Linked DNA regions of Hordeum vulgare: region 1 is linked to region 2. The links are chromatin contacts, called in public Hi-C maps. All regions are on one chromosome and are shown on one strand. The core of a region is the stretch at or near the end of the contact, and the rest is flanking DNA. Distances in the headings are between cores, read along the strand shown. Region 1 holds the start of LOC123445352 (40S ribosomal protein S15a-1). Region 2 holds the start of LOC123445340 (probable histone H2A.4).

Region 1 (2,700 bases), core at 4-2,503, 220 kb before region 2:
TGGATGGTTGCATATAGAACATTGGATCAAAGAGAACTAACCGTGCTTCTGCATGACGATAAGGAACTTGATGATCACCTTTGAGGAGGGCCTGATCATGACCTGCCTCTTGCCACGCTTCTCAGCGTTGTACATGCTCTTGAGAGCATCGTTCAGGACGCTAACCCTCACCATCCTTACCTAACCTGCAGAGATGGACACAAAGATTCATAAGGTCACCTTGCATCACACATATTTCTGCTAGGAGTTTAAAACAACATAACCAAATGAAAAGACTGAGAGTGGCAAGATTGCCTGAATAGCTGCTAAACTATCACTGAGCAACAGCAGAAACAGATGTGAAAAAGGAGCAAGTGTGACATATAAAAGTAAATGCCGCACATAGAATAAAACTAGGTGGAATCCCATAAAGCCTCTAAATCATCATGGTTCACAAGATTGGTAACGAACTGGAAAATGCAAAGGTAAAACATCTGAGCTTTGTTTGGCACCACTACTTTGGAACACACCTACTGAGACTTGCTAACACAGAAGCAAGCCAGACTTAGACAGGACAGACAGTCATGTAAATGGTTTCCTAAGTTCACATGAAACAGATATAATTGACAGTGAAGCACAGCGCCTATTAAAGCATACCACGACAGCTAAACATGCCACAAATTAATTGGTTCAGATTAAACATGCCAACCTACATCAGATTAAACATCTGGTTTCCGTTTTGGAAGAACTCTGCGACAATTGTTCAGGGAAATGCCACAGATAAGTACCACGTGTCTTTGATCCGCAACAGAGCATGCTTCAATTTCGATTTTTACGGGGCCAAATAATTTGGCCAGTAGTACAATTCATGGGATGAAAGATGAAACCAAGGGATCTACTATAACAGCCGCAGCGGACTCGTGATCTTAGAATCTAGACCGTCTTGATTCACCATCAAACCCGAAGCTGCACTCGTTTCGCGCCGTTGCCTACCACATACAGTACAACCACGAGCATGAAGGTGCGAGTAAACAACCACGAGACCAAGGATCTGATCAGTAACAGCATGGTGGAAGCGAACACCTTCAACGCCTGACCTAGCGAAGGATCCCTACGCGCGAGGGGGCGGGGAGGGGACGGAGAGGGGCCGAGGACCCGCGGGAGACGTACCTCGTAGGGGAGAGACGCCGGGAGCTCTCTGCTTCGGTGGGGTGGCGGCGGGGAGGCGGGGGCGAGGGAGGAAGGCGACGGCGATGGAGAAACAGCCCGAGGTAGGGTTTTGAGCTGTTAAAAAAGGAGAGAGGGCGGGCGCGTGCCCGTTGGATCTTGGTTGGACGGCGATCAATCGCCTCTGGGGGTGGGTTGCCCTAGGCGGATGCGCGCAGGTTTTGCGGTTTGGTCCTTTGATGCTTGGATATTTGAGCGACGGGTCGTGGTGAGGGGCATGTGGGACGGGTTGGATAAAGAGAGCCAATTCACTTTAGACCATCTACTATATATACAACTAGAACTTACAAATTCGACCCCTCAAACGTCCGTGAGCGAGTACGGACGCGTCCGTGGACAAAGACCGATCACGTCTCAAATAATGCATTCTATAACCGGGCATCTTAAATATGATATCTCAAATCCATACAAACGGATGGAACTACTACGTCGATACATTACACACATCGTCGGACTACTCCATCACTACAACATGCCGTCGGACTACCAAAATTTGGCATGTCTCGCTATGATGGACATCATCCATGGCTGCCCTTCCCCTTCGCGGATACCTTGTCGTCCTTTTTCAGAAGTATCGGTCGAAGACGCGGTACAGATCAAGCCGGAGTTGTCCTCGTCGTCGCTCACCTCCTTCTCCACCTTCGATGGCAGTCCAGTCATTCCACGGAGATTCTGCTCTCGGGCGAGGGCGCGCGTGTTCCTACGTTGTCGTTTCTTCAAAATACGGGCACGGATGGCTTCCTCCGCATCAAGCGGCTGTGCCGCCATTTCCTCTACGATACGGGCCTCAGCGCCATTATCCTCTCCTTCCCACGACGGACAGCCCGTTCCCGGTGGGAAGCAAAGTCTGTCAGACCGATGATGCGGAAGGAGAGATTTTTCGGTCGTCGAGACCGTGATGATCCAGCCCCGGAGGACCCGAGCATCTGTTGAGTCGATGCGATAGAGTCGCGGCAGACAGATCATGTCGTGAGCCGGGCGTTGTCCTCGCGGGAGTGGCAGAGTGCAATGCGGACCGTCATTGCCTCCTCCAACCCGCAGGGGATAACACCCAGTCGATGGATCCGGATTGGTCGGAGTCAGATCTGCTGCCCTTCATGTCGGAGAAGGCCGGAGATCATCGAAGGTGCCCTTGGGTGACGGATGGGAATGTAGGGGAGTGGAATGAAGTGGCTAGGGATTGGTCTTGCGAGCAAATGGGGACGAATATATGTGGGGCCGATACGAGCCAGCGCGGGCTAGGTCGACGTGACGGACGCCCCCATATTCGTCCCATATTTGGCTGGATATGAGGGATTTCGATCAGCCCAAACATTTGAGTTCCGTTTGAGGTGCATGGTTAGGTCAATATTTCATGTCGATCAATGACCAAACGTCTTGTCCGAGCATTTAAGACAAGTATAAAGGATTCGCTTGTAGATGTTCTTACACCGCCCGTACCCACGGTGAATAGAGTTAGTTCACCGCTTGATTTGCCTCTTTGATTGGCAGCAT
Region 2 (2,770 bases), core at 162-2,661:
CCGCGCCAAACGTGACGATGGACGCGAATTATCACAGCGCGGCGCACCGCGCCAAACGTGACGATGAACGCAAATTATATGACATGTGTTTTGTGTTGATGTATGAAATTTGTATTAAAAATGAACAAATGTGAGCGCATGCTGCTCGCGCGCTGTGCATTTTAACGCGACTGCGGAAGCCAACGCATGGTCACGCTGCAAACGCCACGCCAAACGTGATGATTGGCGCACCGCAAACCAGATCGGCACGTTGGAGGTGCTCTAAGGGTGCAAACAAGCAAAACATGCCCAAAGCAACCAGATAAACTCAAGAAATCGGTCTTAGCGTGCAGCAAAAGAGAGACGACAATCAGTCCTTGATATTTTTCACATCTTCACAATTTTATTACAAAGAGGCATTCACAGTTTCCCTTCCCCTCCCTCTCTCCCTTGACCTACGAACTTATACGAACATACAGCGGTGTTAATCAGGTTACAGAGTATAAGCTGATTGGCACCTATGCGGAAGCCACGCAAAATAAGTACAAACAAGCAGCAATCGATCCATGGCAACGACGGCATGCAGCAACGACGACGACGACAACTTGGTGCGTTACGGTTCAACCCAGACAGACAGAGAAACAGAGAAGAGGGAGGAGAGGGTGAGATGGGGCACCGGCATAGCGAGTGCCGGGCCTAAGCGGCGGCCGCCTTCTTGGCGGGGGACTTCCTGGGAGACTTGGTGGTGCCCGCCTTGGGCTCCTTGGCAGCCGCCGCGGCGGGCTTCTTGGGAAGCAGCACGGGGTTGATGTTGGGCAGGACACCTCCGTAGGCGATGGTGACGCCGGCCAGCAGCTTCCCGAGCTCCTGGTCGTTGCGGATCGCGAGCAGCACGTGCCGCGGGATGATCCGGTTCTTCTTGTTGTCCCGCGCCGCGTTCCCCGCCAGCTCCAGGAGCTGCCAGACAAAAAATAGAAAGTAAAACAGAGGCGAATCGGAGCCAGTCTCGCGGCTGGCGCGCGCGGCCCACCTCGGCGGCGAGGTACTCGAGGACGGCGGCGAGGTAGACGGGGGCGCCGCTGCCGACGCGCTTGGCGTAGCGGCCCTGCTTGAGGTAGCGCCCGATGCGGCCCACGGGGAACTGGAGGCCGGCCTTGACGGAGCGTGAGACGGCCTTCTTCTTCGGCCCGCCGCCGCCCCGGCGCCCGGCCGCGCCGGCCTTCTTCGGCGCCTTCGCTACCGACTCCATCGCCGATCCAGAGCTCCGAAGCTTTTCCTCTTTGCTCTCCTTTTTTTCGCCCCCTTTTCTCCCTGTCGATTTCCTCGGGGTTTTTTTTAGGCTTGTTTTGTGCGGTGGAGTGTGCGTTTGTGCTTTCTGTGTGTTTCTGTTCTGTGTTTGTTCTCCGGGCGAGTATGGAGGTTGGGGGGCGGTGCTTCCATCTGGAGCGCTGGCGTCTTGGGGTCGACGGACGCCAGCCGTTGGTGGGCCTCGGCGATCCGTGTGAGAGGGAGAGCAACCAATAGGACGATGAGAGCTTGCAAATGTTTTTTTTTTCTTTGAGCAAATGTTGTGAGTGCTTGTGGATTGTGATTTTGGTTACACATAGATATGGCGGGGCTATTCGGCCTCGGGCTTTTTAGTTGGGCAGCGCTATGCGTCGGCGCTTCGAAACTTTCGGTCGGTTGCACGCAGACCGCACCATCAAAACTGTTCTTGCAGCAAAATACCTCGATGTAGCAAATTTTGATCACGATGCAGCAAACATCGGTCACGATTGCAATAAAAATATGGTTGTAGCAAAAAATATAAACGTGATCATAGTAAAAAAATACGCCGATGATGCATGGTATCAAAACAAAATGTGGGTTGTAGTAAAAACAATCCGGTGAATTCGGGTTGCAACTCTGATAAACGTGTATGCAATTTTTTAATAAACGATTGCAGTAAAAATGATATCGGTTGTAGCAAAAATTAACACGGTTGTAGCAAAAGTAAAAAACACCGGTTGTAACAAAAAATCCGATGAACTGAAGCTGCAACCAAACGTATATGCAGCTTTTTACTGGTTAAATGTAGCAAATAGAAAACGCTTTTAGCAAATATAAACATTGGTTGCAGCAAATTTAGACGAGAAAAAAGTTGGATGCCTAATCAACTGCATGCGCGGGTCGCGCGCCCGGCCACAGGCGTTTCCTTTTTTAGTTTCTTTAGCGAGACTCATAAAAAGCTCAAAATAGATGAATTGTAGGATTTTAATTTACAAATATCGACATACTAATGTTTATATATATACTATGAGGAGAATAATTAAATTAATGTTTTAAAACAAGAGAATGCCACTATATTGTATGTCAAGTCTGCTAGAGCTTAGAATTTCAAGGTTGGGCTTTCTAAAAAAGGTATGGTTTGTGGTCTATATACTTACCATTCTGGACGAGGTTTTTGGAATCATGATGGCATGTAATATTATTTTTTATCTTAACAGTGTCGTAATTCTATGATCATGTCACTGTCGTATGGTCATATTATTGAAGTGTCAACAAGGGTCTCATACTATTGTTTTGTCGAGGATATCAAAACACTATAATCAAGGCTTCGAAGGTTTGTTCTGTTAGGTGAAAGGGGCAATTTCTTTATCCTAACACGCAAAACTTGAGGGATATGCTTAAAAAGATTAGAAAATGGTTTATAACACCAAACAAAAATCATGGGCCTAGCTCTTTATTTCAATATTTGTTACAAATTGACATCCATCTATTCAAGTGATGCTTTTCCATGCCGAATATTTTG

Evidence for each region. Hi-C and Micro-C count contacts between places; a contact is called where the count stands out from the background.
Region 1: a Hi-C map of leaf shows a contact between it and region 2, with 4 times the contacts expected there. The contact joins the promoter of LOC123445352 here to the promoter of LOC123445340 in region 2. A contact is called at or near these places in 3 of 6 Hi-C or Micro-C datasets (leaf and seedling) and 1 of 1 datasets of contacts at active chromatin or transcription factors (embryo).

The regions. Positions count from the first base shown.
Region 1 is chr1H:461,479,977-461,482,676 of MorexV3_pseudomolecules_assembly, reverse strand. It overlaps LOC123445352 (40S ribosomal protein S15a-1), which reads right to left and starts at 1,253. Exons shown (of 4, transcript XM_045122325.1): 1 at 1,150-1,253; 2 at 42-185. The coding sequence starts at 174.
Region 2 is chr1H:461,261,308-461,264,077 of MorexV3_pseudomolecules_assembly, reverse strand. It overlaps LOC123445340 (probable histone H2A.4), which reads right to left and starts at 1,411. Exons shown (of 2, transcript XM_045122316.1): 1 at 1,010-1,411; 2 at 342-936. The coding sequence starts at 1,228. The coding sequence ends at 676.